2 separate regions of the Pan troglodytes genome follow, and region 2 is linked to region 1. Evidence: chromatin contacts called from public Hi-C data. All regions are on one chromosome and are shown on one strand. Each heading gives the region's core, a stretch centred on a gene start, on an enhancer-like site or on the middle of the called end of the contact. The rest is flanking DNA. Distances are from core to core; before and after follow the strand shown.

Region 1 (6,927 bases), core at 2,764-5,263:
GAACTGGGGCATTGCTACTGTATTCTTCGTTTATTCATTTTTATTTATTTAATTTTTTAAGAGACGCTCTTGCATTGTCACCCAGGCTGGAGTACAGTGGTGCAATCATAGGATTATAGCTCACTACAGCCTTGACCTCCTGGACTCAAGCCATCCTCCTGCCTCAGCATACGCAGTAGCTAGGACTACAGGCCCATGCCACTATGCTTGGCTAAGTTTTTAAAATTTTCTGTAGAGATGGGGTCTTGCCCAGGCTGGTCTTGAACTCCTGGTTTCAAGTGATCCTCCTGCCTCAGCCTCCCAGAGTGCTGGGATTACAGGTGTGAGCCACTGCACCCAGCCATTTGTTCCTCTTTTAAAATGCTTTATCTTCGTATGTAATTGTCTGCTACTATAGACCGTGGGATCCCTTTTTGCTCTATCTCTGCAGCTTTCATTGGATTCCCAGCCCATCATAATCCCATGGACTCCCAGACACACACACCTGTGTGCCCTTTTCTCTGACTTCATCCCCTCCCAGTTCCTCTCCTCCCACCTTTGCCTCTGACTTCTGCCTCCTTGTGGATCATCTCCATGAAGTGCTGTTTGTGGGCATCCCTCTCTTACTGGGCACCCCTCTTTCTGCAAAGTGCTTGCATCACACACTGTCTCCTGAGTCCCCGTGGCTTTGTTTCGGGACTCTCAGTGACGTTTGCTTCTCTCGATGCCCTCCCCGCAGGCTCTCTCCCACCTTCTGTGTGCCCTGTAGTGCCTGGGAGGCCTGACGGCAGGCTTTCTGGAAGTCTCAGCGGCTGCTTTCTTGGCTCTGTCCACATGCGTGCTGCCTCCTCTCCCTCCCTCGGTGGAGCAGGGGCCACCGTCGATTGCCCTTCTCTGTTCTGGCTCTCTTTGGAAATTGTGTGGCAGCTCGGTGATTAATAGACTTTATTTTTATCTGGTGCCCTTCAGACATGTGATCCTTTGGGATAGAAATGACCTTTGGAGAGGTCACAAGGCCCACCCCCACCACCCCCAAACTGGGCAAGGAGTGCTTTTAATAATCTCTAATGCATCCTAAGTAGAGAGGTGTCTGGCTGCCTCCTCGAGCGTCCCTAGGGATGGTGTTACCATAAGCTGCCCTTTCTTCCATGATGCCAGCTGTGCTTCGAATGAGTGTTTTTCCTTAATAGGAGCTGAAGATTTTCTCTCCTACAGGTCCCCTTGTCGTTTGCGTATCTTTCCCCTACGAATAGGCACATTAGGGCTTTGTCCATCTGGGAGACCTTCTGAACATCCCATATATTCTTGGTTGACTTAGGGCCCCACCCCATAGTCTCTATGGCACCCTGCTTGGAATTCCCTTCCAGGTCTACACTTAAGCATGGCACTCCTAAGAAGTAGCATCAAGTCCAGGTGGCTCAAAGAGCAGCGGACATATCTCCTTACTTATGCCCTGTCCACCCTCTCAACAGCTTACTAGTCGGAGCCTGTCCCAGCCCCGGTGTCGATGCCTCTCCAGGTGCATGCTCTTTTCTACTTATGCATTTGATTATTCCTTCTTCCATAAATCACTCTGCATTTGGTCCCATTGAGTCTCAATAAACAGATCCAATAATATGTGACTTCAATATACAAGATTCAATAAAGGCAAATTTAAAGACATTGCCCAGTAGTTAAATTTCATTCTCCACAGATTTGCCATCCCTGCCATTTTTGTATCATCTATGGTGTGATTTGCATAATTCCCACTCCATCTTTCAAGTTATTTATGAAAATATTAGATCACCTTGGACCCCAACCCCTTTCTGGGTTTATGTGTAGTGGTAATAAGCTATATTCTGATGTGATTTATTTAACCCTTCCTGGAATGCATTCCTGAATATAGTGGTCCTATGTGTTCTTGCTCCAAGCTTCCTTTGCAAAATGGGTGGCTTGAATATTATTGTAGCTGCTAACTCCGGGTGATAGAGAGTTTGCTTGATGCCTTTTACTCAGTCATTGAATTTCTTCCATCTCAGAGAAATGTTAAATCACCTGAACATGATTTATGTTTTACCCAATCCATGGTGTATGGATGTATGAATACTTTGTTTTCCAGCAAGTAACCAGTCTCTTTTAATTACCTTGAAAGTTTACCAAGCTTAAGGGTTAAAGTTCTGTTTCTTCCCTTTTAATCTCTTGCTTAAGGAAAAGTGTTTCTTATGCACAAAGAAAGCAACTGAATAGGACATTGTGGAAAAGGCTGTTGGTGTTTGTGAAAGTGTAGGCCCGGACCAGCTGCACAGCAATGCCTAGACGCTTCTTAGAATTCAGACTCCTGGGCCCCACATCAGACCTCCGGTATCAGAATCACTGGAGGGAAGGCCAAGGGGCCTGCATTTTCTGAGCGCTCTTCAGGGGATTCTTGTGTATACTGGCTTTTGACAGTGACAAGTCTACTTCATTTAAACATGAAGGCTTCTGGCTCCTGACTGCTCAGCTCTTATTATTTTCTGCTTTTTGCATCTGGACATTCTGGAGTCTCCAGGAATTCTCCAGGCAGGTTGCCACTGGCTTGCATCAGTGTTTTAGTTGGTCTCCTTAGAATCTATTCTTTCCATTTATTTCGCATTGATATACAACTCAGCTATCCAGCGCTTGATTTTTAATTCACTTAATCGCTTTAAATCCTAGCAGTATCCTTAGCCCCATTTTGTAGGCAGGATGATAACTGGGGACAGGCAGGTGGAAGGAATCCTTGGGTTTGGGCTGCTAGAAAGTTTTCAAAGTCATTTCAAGAGTTTGCCTTTTCTCTTCCTAATTGCTCCCAAGCCCGAATTTTTCTGTTAGCGTCATTGGAGCAGACTCCTGATGAGAGACCCACTTTTCCATTTTCTTTGTTCAAGAAACATCATAGAAAAGAAGTTGGTGATGACGATGTGATATTCAGGGAGAACATTTTGTCTCTAAGCATTAGCCATGCAGGGAGGAGCAAAGCAGGCATATGCCCTTTTGCTAGACACAAGGGAAGCAGTGCAGGAAGTTTTCTTTTTTCCTCGAAGTGTTTTCTGAATCATGGTCTTAATTCCTGTGAGTAGGTGCTTAGGGTGTGTAGAGCGCTAGGCTAAGTGTTTCACATGGATTATCTCTGTAAACCCCCACACCAACCTGGAGAGGCAGGGACAGTTGACCTCACTTTACCGTGAAGAAACTGAGGCTCAGAGAGGTGTAGGGCCTTGTCCATGGTCACACAGCTGGGATCTAGGATGCGAACAGTGGGATATGATCCCAGTGTCCTCAGCTCTAGAACTGCCATACCCTAGGACATCTTCCATACTAACTGCCCCTTACATATGCTCTCCTACCCTGGAGTTTCATTCTCTTGAAGTCTGCGGAAAAAGCGTTTTCAAAGTTAATTAATGAGAACGCACAACTTACTTATGAGGTGAAGCCCTGGCCGCTGTCGATGGGCAATTTCTAGGCATCAGGCGGGCAGGCTGGAGTCAGGTAGTAGTTACAATTGAAGTAGGATGGAAGGAATTATATGATTTCCAGTCTTTTAAATTTAAATCTATTAAAATCACTGCCCCACAACTACGGCATTAGGCTAGATTAGTGACAAAAGGCAAATAGACATGGCTAAAGCCCTCCTAGAAGCATGACTCACTCCTGAGTCACGTCAGGTGTCACACACCAGGAGCGGGTCCTCTCAAGGCAACCTCTGTCTCAGCAAAGTCTTTGTTCTCTACCACCTCCACCCTACAGATGTGCATCTTCAGCTGTGTGGCCACTTCACCCTGTTGCCTCCCTTCTAGAAACCCAGTCGGGGAGTGTGTTGCCACACCCAGTGGGGGTAGTATCAGAATAGGGTCTAGGGTCTCTTCCCGTTCTAAAGTCTCTTGTTTCTTGGCAGTGGTGTACTTCAGAGAGAAGGGTGTCAGGCTGTTGGGAGGAGCAGGCTGGACGTTTAGTCCTGGTTCTACACCTCAGTTGCTATGGCACTGGTTTCCTCCTTTGTCCATGAGGGGATGGCTCCTCCTTTGGGCCTCCGGACTGCCCTGATCAGCACTCCTTCCCCACACAGTGGGCCTTTCTTCCCAGGCAGCAGCTTAACAATGATGCTCTTTACTAGGGAGGCAAGATGTCTGGAGGACATGAAGGGAGCAGTGGATTGGGGAATACCACGGGAAACTGTGCCACAGGCCAAGAGGTGCAATGGGATGGGTGGATCTGCTGACTGGACAGACAAAAGCTTGAGCCCAAGGCAGTCCCAGAAAATCTGCTTGACCTCAACCTCTTTCAAACTACCCTGGTTTTACCCCTACCTGAGTGCAGCAGGGAGAGTTAGATGACTCTTGCAGTTTTGCTAAGAAAAAAAATTTTTTGAGGGCATTAAGGCCCATATTCTTTAAGGCTCACGTGCTTTTGGCTTCAAGCTGCAGTGGAAAAGCCAATAACGTGGCCTTCAGGCTCACTGCCTTTGTCGCGGAAGGGAAGCTGGGCTCATCACTCAGTTGTCTTGCAGGTCCTTGGATGGGGGTGGGATGGGGGAGGGGAGGAAAGGCTCGGTGCCCCCAGAAACTTGATTTGTGGAGCGGGGCTTGTGGCATGGGATTGATCCCTGGAGACTGAGTGCGCCGTTCCAGCAAAGCTGGGTCTGTTTAAATATTTAAATGCCGTTGTGTCATGGACACAGGTTGCAGGTGTTCCGGCAGGACTGGCCAGAGGCAGGGCTGGGGAGAGGGTGAAGTTTCTCTTTGCTGTCCCTAGACCCTCCTATCTCTGCCTCCTCTCCTCCAGGGCTCGCATCTTGGCATTTGACCTTCTAACCTACACCTGCCTTCTCTGGGCTGTGACCCACACCCTCTGGAGTTATTTTCTATTCAGTCACAACCTTGTTCTCCACTAACTGTTTCTTGATGCACACTTCATGACAATTCCTATTTCTGTGTAGATGAGCCATAATAGGGTAGATATTAACAATTGTAGAGGTGCTTTTCATTATTTTTTTAAAATAACTTTTTCTATGGAAATAGTATTTGTTCATTGCAGAATAATCAGGAATTACAGATACGCAAAGCAGAGGTTGCAGTGAGCTGAGCTTGCGCCATTGCACTCCAGCCTGGATGACAGAGCAAAACGCGGTCTCAAAAAAAAAAAAAAAAAGAGGAAAAAATAAAAGTCACCCATAATCTCACTCCTTGGAGATAACTTACATTTTGTTTTGCTGTATTCCATTCTAGGATTAATTCTGTCTCTGTCTATACACACATACACACACACCCCCACACACACACACACACACGCACACAGAAGACGACTAAGAAATGATACGTACCATTTTAACGCCCCTCTGCCCCACTCAGTGATACATCAGGAACATCTTTCTGTGTCAATAAATAGATTTTATGACATAGTTTTTAGGGCTATATAGTGTTCCATTATGCAGATGTGCCACAGCTTATGGACATGTCTCGTAATTTGCTCAATGTTCTACTGTTAGATGTTTAGATGGTCTAATATCCGTTTACTATTAAAAGCACTGTTCCTGTAAACTAGTTCAACCATTGCGGAAGACAGTGTGGCGATCCTCAGGGATCTAGAACTAGAAATACCATTTGACCCAGCCATCCCATTACTGGGTATATACCCAAAGGACTATAAATCATGCTGCTATAAAGACACATGCACACGTATGTTTATTGCGGCACTATTCACAATAGCAAAGACTTGGAATCAACCCAAATGTCCAACAGTGATAGACTGGATTAAGAAAATGTGGCACATATACACCATGGAATACTATGCAGCCATAAAAAAGGATGAGTTCATGTCCTTTGTAGGGACATGGATGAAATTGGAAATCATCATTCTCAGTAAACTATCGCAAGAACAAAAAACCAAACACTGCATATTCTCACTCATAGGTGGGAATTGAACAATGAGAACACATGGACACAGGAAGGGGAACATCACATTCTGGGGACTGTTGTGGGGTGGGGGGAGGGGGGAGGGATAGCTTTAGGAGATATACCTAATGCTAAATGACGAGTTAATGGGTGCAGCACACCAGCATGGCACATGTATACATATGTAACTAACCTGCATATTGTACACATGTACCCTAAAACTTAAAGTATAATAATAATAAAAGAAAAAAGAAAAAAAAAAAGCACTGTTCCAGCTATACCTTTGCATAATGCTTTATTGTTGCCTAGAAGTACAGTTGTGAGGCTGCAGGGCCTGGTGCATGGCCTTTGATCTCTCTTATTTTGAGTCATGGTGGGGAGTATAGGAAAGCAAGGAGCCTGATGGGTCTGCCAGGTTGCAGAGAGCTGGGTGAAGCAGGATGTGCCCTGACTTTGGAGTGGTTCTGCTGCTTGTTATCTGTGACATCGAGAAAGTCATTTTGCTGCAGGAGTCTCCGTGTCCTCCGGTGTGTGGTGGGGATGGGGCACAGTGGGAAAGCTGACTGTGATGATGTATGTAAAAAGCTTTGCACATGGCATGTGCTTGACAAAGGTTTCCCCCACCTTGGTCTTATTTTCTCTTTCTCCAATATGCTTGGAAGGAGAAAGGCTGATATTGTGCAGGAGATAGCACACTGCCGGGGCGGTATTTAATTGAGGGGACAGTGAGCACTGAAGGAACAGGGCAGGGAGTGGTCACACGAAGACGGGCTGCTGTGTCAGAGAGTGCAGCCCCAGGATGCCAGGAAGGCCCTTAGGGCGCATGGATGGAATTGATATTGGCCCCCAGGGATGGATGGGTGTGCCCAGGGGTACGGGGAAGAGGTAATAATGATAATGCTGAAGTTTGTTGACTTATATTATAGACCTGGAATATTCTGTTGGCTTCATCTATATTAACTCTTTAACTCCCACAAAAGTGCTATGAAATGGATGCTTTGGTCATCTCTATCCTACAGATAAGGAAACTGGGGAGAGGAAGGGTTAATTAACTTTCCTG
Region 2 (6,927 bases), core at 2,980-5,479, 190 kb before region 1:
GTCAGCAGTTCGACACCAGCCTGGCCAACATGGTGAAACCCTGTCTCTACTAAAAATACAAAAATTAGCTGGGCGTGGTGGCAGGTGCCTGTAATCCCAGCTACTTGGGAGGCTGAGACAGGAGAATCGCTTGAACCCGGGAGGCAAAGGTTGTGGTAAGCCGAGATCGCATCACTGTACTCCAGCCTCAAAAAATAAAATAAATAATTAAGAAAAAGAGAGATGGATGTCCTTTTGGCTTAGGTTCTTGGGTCCTTGGTTGTGCCCAGTGTTCCTTCAAATGGATGGCATTCAACAAATACTTGAGCTGGGCCAGGGAGTTTCACTCACTGACATCAAGGGTGAGTTAACATGGTTGAGAATGGTCCCCACACTTCTTTCCCTGGTGACACACACTTCTTATATGTTTTTATTGTACAGTGCAAAAAGGCAGATCTCTTCATTTTATTGTACAGTGCAACACTGTACAATAAAAATACAATGCCAGCCACATGTACAATTTAAAATTTCCTAGTGGCCACATTAAAAAAAAGTAAAAAGAAATAGGTGAAATTAGTCTTCATAATGGATTTTCTTTAATCCAGTAAATCCAAAATATCATTTCAACATATGATCAATGTAAAAATTATAATGAGATATTTTACCTTCTATTTGTCCTAAGTCTTTGAAATCTGGTGCATTGTTTTATACTTACAATGCATCTCAATTGGGAGTAGCCACATTTCAAGTGCTCAGTAGTCACCTGTGGCCCATGGCTCCTATATTGGACAGTGAAGCTCAACATTCTCCAGGTGAGATGTGGAGGTGATTATTCTGGGGCCACTCTGCTCTCCAAATTAAGCTGCCTAACTAGCTAAATCAAGATAAAAGGGATAGAATACAATGAAGTGTATTCAAATATATGAATAGCTATGGAGCTTTAGAAATGGGATTTTAGGCTATGGGTGCGGTAGTTCATGCCTGTGATCCCAGAACTTTTGGAGGCTGAGGTGGGAGGATCATATGAGTCCAGGAGTTTGAGATCAGTCTGGGCAACATAGTGTTACCTGGTCTCTACAAAAAATTAAAAAATGAACTGAGTATGGTGGTTTGTCCTGTGGTCTCAGCTACTTGGGAGGTTGAAGTGGGAGGATCACTTGACCCCAAGAGTTTGAGGCTGCAGTGAGTTATGTTGAGCTGTGTTTGCACCACTGCACTCCAGCCTGAGCAACAGAGCAAGACCCTGTCTGAAAACAATAACAACAACGACAAAAAACTCCAGGGCTTTGGGAGGCTGAGATGGGTGGATCACCTGAATTCAGAAGTTTGAGACCAGCCTGGCCAGCCTGGCCAACGTGGTGAAACCCTGTCTCTACTAAAAATACAAAAAATTAGCTGGACGTGGTGGCGGGCACCTGTAATCCCAGCTACTCGGGAGGCTGAGGCAGGAGAATTGCTTGAACCCGGGAGGTGGAGGTTGCAGTGAGCTGAGATCACACCACTGCACTCCAGCCTGGGCAAAAAGAGCGAAACTCCATCTCAGAAAAAAAAAAAAAAAATTTAAAAAGTGTTTTGGTATCACAATCAGCAAGAAGCCTTTTTTAGGGTTATGTAGTTATGTGACCCCTCATTGAAACATCATTCTTATTTATTATTTTATTCTAATCCAAGTTGTCCATTTGCTCATTTTTCTTGGATTAACGAGTTTAGAAAACTAAATGTGATGGCTAATTTCACTTTCTGTTGTGCCTTGTTTTTTGGATTCCCTACATTCCATATGCCGTAAGGAAAGAATTATCTCTGTAAGAAATAATAACATGGATTGAAAGCTTGCTGTGTGTCAGACACTTGACATGTATTACCTCATTTAATCCTGGCAAGTAAATATGCCCAAGGTAACCCAGCTGGTAAATAGTGGACTCAGGCTGGTAGATTCCAGAGCTCATACTTCTGCCATGTACAGCACTATGAAATTGCCCCAGAACTGCCAAACTTCTCCAAAACTGTTTAAGGATACTGTCCTCTTTAAACATGCCTACTCTTTGCTTTTGAACCTTCTGGTTAAAAAAAAAAAAAAAAAAAAGAAATCTTTATATTTTGATCTATAATGTAAACACTAAAGTTAAAATAACTCTTTTGTTAAATATAAGTGTTTCTTTAAAAGTCATAACTGTATTGATAGAGTTAAAATGACATTCCATTGGGTTACAAAAAGTAAGGCTATCCTTTTTTTTTTTTTTAAAGTACTGTCTTTAATTCACTATTTTCCAATCCAATCAATAAATCTGATCTGACATTTTCAAGTTCGTTAGGTAGTTAGAGATTATGCTGGTTTCTGCATCCAGGCCTTAACACAATAAATGATATGTACATGCTTAGAGTATGTGTTTTCTTTAATATGTAATATACATTTGTTTTTTCTCTCTTCCCCCATTGTAAATCTTGTTCAGGACATGCTCTACATTTCCTACTTTATCAGGCTGCATGTAAGAAAATACGTTGTCGTCTACTAATCTGAATTGTTGTGTCTTTGATACCTCAAAGAGGTTATTGGGAGTTCTAACTGATAATTCAAACTCATACTTCTTGGGTCAGAATACAGCTCTTGCTTTTCAATGATGTCAAGGCCCACCTCAGGCAAAGTATAGGCTTCTGAACCAATTTCTTGTCAAATTAGTAAAGAAGGGATTTTTCAAACTTCAATTTTGGAAAAGGAGACAACTTTTTCAAACTGTAATCTCTGCCAAGATGCTATGCAAAGAATTTACAAAGGAATCTATAGAACTCAATTCTGCTTCTTAAATACGCAGAGAGGAGTTAAAGATTTCAAATCTTTAAAAAACATAGTGATTCAGCCACGTTCTGTTTATCTGTAAATCTAATAGTGTATGTAGTTGAACTCTTAAAATTCTGGAATGTTTATTTTATTTTATTCATTGTCTTGAGAGGAGCAAAAGGAAGCGAGAGGGCATAGCTTTGAAGAACTGGCAATTTGGCAACTTCTCTCCCCTTGCCACCCCTCCCCCACTATCTTAGCTATTTGACCTGATGAAACAGCTTTGGAATGGTAGCCAGACTTCTGTATGCTAACGAGGCCCCTACCCTATTCGCGATTTATTGCGATTTCATCCACCCAGAGCTTCCCGGTGCCCAGTGGAAGCCTGACTTCGCAGAAGTCTCCCAGTTTTGTCAGGGGCTCGCCAGTGAAGAGTTCACACTGACTTGAAGCAGACACAGACTCATTGGACGCCTCGGGTCACATCGGATTATTCATTAGCAAATTCTTTCCACCTTCTATCTAAGTAGTGAAAGGTGACGCCAGAATCGCGTGTGCCACTCCTCTAAAGGGACCCTGATAACACCCAGTCCAGGCTCTACAACTTCTGCCTAGTCACTTGCTTCCTAGCAGTAGAAAGTTTCCAAAGGTTGCCTTAAGTCCTCCCTACCCCTAAGCCTAAAGATCAGAGCTCCAGGTCCCACCACCTAGCAGGAATCTGAGCATTTTGGAAGTTTCTGGTGTAGAGGGAAGAACCGAAGGGGTGGTAGCGGGGAACCGCGCAGAGTAACCCCCCTGCACTACGTAAGGAAAGCCCTGGCTGCAGGAGGGAGCGAGCCTGACATTGAGACGTTCCAGGGGGAGGGTGAGTTGCTGTCCTGGAGTCGCCAGGAACAGCAGCGGCAGTTCCAAGAAGCGAGAGAGGAAGGTGGCCGAGATAAAGAGAACACTTCGGGAATAAGAATATTAAAAAGCGGCAGGACCCAGAGCATTAGCAAACGGCAGAGCACATGTAGTAATTTGTTACACGAAACGGCAGCCTTCCAACTTTTGCACTGAAACACGGGGATTTACCCTTTGGGGGATTAAAAATGTTGATACGCAAAGCCAAAGGCTAATGAATAGGATTCAGTGGCTTGCTGGCAATATTTAAATATTTCTGTCCGGGAGCGCAAACTCTTCTGCAGTTATTTAGAAAAGCAGGGAGTTAAACCAAACTATAATACTCTCCCGTGCGTCTCCACTTTCCCCAGCCCGAAAAGGAGCTGCCAGCGCGGTACTGCCCCTTTAAGACCTGCTGGCTCTCGGGCTCTACAAAAGGGAGTGACCTCTGGGCTTTGACAGCTCCCCTAATAACTACCACGGCGCAGGCCCCGCCCACCTAGCTACCAGCAGCGCCGATTGGCCGGCGGGCCGGTATCCCGCGCTGTGATTGGCCCGTCGCTTCCCCTGAGCGAACCTTTAGAACTCTGAGACAGACAATATTCTGTTACATTGTAGCAAAATGGCGACTGTCATTCACAACCCCCTGAAAGCGTAAGTAAGACTAAAAAATGTACATATTCCGCGTGGTTTCAATATGAAAAAAAAGGCGCCTTCTGCGTGGCGAGCGCTGCCAGGGCATTGCGCTTGCAGGCGCCTCCAGCCGCGGCGGGGCTTCTCTCTTCTTTCAGCTCTTACTTCTTCATCTTCTTTTTTTCCCCCAACGCGCAGAAATGTCAGGAGATGCAATTAACAAGAAGAAAATTGTTACATTTGTGTTCTGCTAAATTGCAGAGAGAGCCAGATATAGGGGTTGCAGGCGGAGAAGCCCGGCGCTCGAGCGCTCTACAGCAGGGGGGTCGCGGGAGCTCGGGGACGGCGCGGTCCCCGGAGTCCCCCGCCTCGCGGGCAGGGAGCGCGGCTCCGGGGGCTGCTGGGCGGGGGGCGAGCGTCGGGCAGGGGCCGCCTCGGTGTACTTGGCCGAGCCCCGCGCCCCCGAGCCCGCGGCCCCCGCCCCGCCGCTGGGTCGGCTGGGTCCAGCGGACGGACCGCGGAGGCTCCGGAGTTTGCAGGGCGCTCTTCGCTTTCCGATCGCTCGCGGGGAGTTTGTGCAAACCTTCCGGAGTTGGAGCACCGCGGGGGAAGCAGCGGGTCCCGGGCGTGCTGGGGCCCAGGTGGTCGCCCCGGGCTTTCCCCGGCAGCCCCCGGATCTCGGAGGCGCTCCGGGCGATCGCGCGTGTGTCTGCTCCTGTGTTTGCGAGCGAGCTGGCTTTAGTGGATTAACGATTCGGGTTAACTTGGGGTGGATTTGGAGGCAGGGAAGCCGCAGGTCTTATGAATGGTGTTCTCGCCACCTCAGGGTGAGGCGCTGAGGCAGGCGGAGAGGCGGTTTTGGGGCTCCTGGCCCGAGGGGGCAGCGTCTGCTCCCGGCCGGGCGAGGGGCAGGTGCCTCTGGCCGCCTCGGGGAGACTTTGAGCGCTTGCCCAGATCCTGGACAGAGTGGGGCGGGCCGGGCGAGGACTCGCGGGGGCCAGCCCCGGGTCCAACAGCCAATTTCTGCCTGCCTGCCTTCCTCCTCCTTTTCATCCTGGCTTCCTTCCTTCCTTCCTTCCTTCCAGTCGGTGGAACTGTTAAGCCGCCAAGTCCGCTCGCGATCGCGGAGCCAGGGGTGCCCTCGGAAAACTAGTGTCGCTCTGAAAGGGGTGCTATTGGGTGATATCGGCAGAGGGTGGCTCCCTCCGTATCCGAGGTGGGCTGGGGGGTCCTCACCCCTTCGACCGGGACTTCCCCGCCCGGAAGAAGCCGCAGGCGAAGGGGGAGAGGGAGGTGCAGGTCGGGTGGGGGGCGGTTCATGCCGAATTCTCCCTGGTGCGTGGCCGCTGTCGACCCTGGTTCTTTTAATTCAGCGCATTCTCGTCTTCACCCCTGGCCACTCCTGGAGTTGAAAACCAGGTTCGCTCCCGGGGACGGTAGGGGGGTTCCTAACGCAAAGGAATGCACAGGGAGAATCGGACGTGTTTGCGCCAGCTCGTCGCCCATCAGAAATAGGGAAAGGGGTAGGAAGGCCCCAGGTTTCAAATATATTTATATGAAAGCTGCCGTTAAGAGGACGTTGGAAGCTGAGGCTGATCAGATAGGAGCTCCTGGCTTCAGTTCTGGCTCGGAAGCTCGGATACACTGCGCTTGAACGCCACAGCGTTTCACCCAAGAAAGAAAATGTTTTATGGCAGAATAAATGGGCGTAACTTCGCCGCATCCTCGCTGCCGGTTGCTTTCGCTGCAACACCGCTGATGCTGTTTCTACCGAACCCACAACTGATTTGCAGTTTCCCCATTTCCAGCCGAAATCACATAACCGGGCTGATGCCACCTGGTAAACTCAAGTTAGAGAACCTATTTCACATGTGCACCAGGTTTGTTTCCTCCTGGGAAAGCCGTACCCTAGTTACCCGGGAGCCCGCTTTCGCGCGGGCGGGCGCAGTATCTCTAAGCTTGTGTTCCCCTACTCGCTCCAGGGTTTTTTGGATCACACTAGGGTGCGTGTTTGGGGAGGGAGTCTGTGTAGGGTGGGGTTAAGGGTGGGGGAAGGGACAGACGCGGGAAAGAAGGTGGCGGAATTCTGGCCGGTTAGTGGAATTAGTTCTGAATTGTACTTCGTATAATTAGAAACAGTTGCAATGTGATGTATTTGTAATTGTGTTGCCACACACATGCACACACTAGCATACACACAATGCCCCTGCTTGCTTTTTCTAGGTGGGAGTTGCTTGGCCATTTATAATTAGCCATTCCTTTCTGCTTCCCAGACCCTTTCCCTGTGAGTAAAGGGGTGTAAACAATACCACTGACCAGCCCAGCCTCTCACACCCTGGACAGTTTTTGACAACTCCTAACGCAGGAGCACACACGTTGTTATTGGGAGAGGGACACCATCTGCCTTTATTTTTTTAAAAATAACTTGTTTAATAAAACATCTTATTTATTTCATTTGTTTTTAAAAGTTGCTGATCAGGAAACAATACACACGTGAATAAATTATGCATGGGATAAATTAGAACAAAGTGCAGAGACACATCCAGCCGAAGGGATGGTGGTGGTGCAGGGAGGAGGGGTAGCGGGGAGAATGGTTTGGAGAGCTATGTTTTTATCCTCATGTGTCCCTCCTGACAATGAAACAGAGCTGAATGACA

What was found. A called contact is a pair of places that touch in the nucleus more often than the background predicts.
Region 2: a Hi-C map of stem cell-derived neural progenitor cells shows a contact between it and region 1, with 3 times the contacts expected there. The contact joins the promoter of DPF3 here to the enhancer-like site in region 1. A contact is called at or near these places in 2 of 7 Hi-C or Micro-C datasets (induced pluripotent stem cells and stem cell-derived neural progenitor cells) and 1 of 1 datasets of contacts at active chromatin or transcription factors (stem cell-derived excitatory neurons).

Annotation. Positions count from the first base shown.
Region 1 is chr15:70,681,412-70,688,338 of NHGRI_mPanTro3-v2.0_pri, reverse strand. All of the region lies in intron 6 of DPF3 (double PHD fingers 3), which reads left to right. Among named protein-coding and RNA genes, the nearest start is that of DPF3, 190 kb to the left of the region's middle. Within about 2 kb of position 4,013, at least 8 of the 24 cell types and tissues checked have an H3K27ac peak or open chromatin away from gene starts, as enhancers often do. A contact at or near this core is called in stem cell-derived neural progenitor cells, where this site is marked.
Region 2 is chr15:70,867,700-70,874,626 of NHGRI_mPanTro3-v2.0_pri, reverse strand. It overlaps DPF3 (double PHD fingers 3), which reads left to right and starts at 4,229. Exons shown (of 11, transcript XM_054666070.2): 1 at 4,229-4,291. The coding sequence starts at 4,260.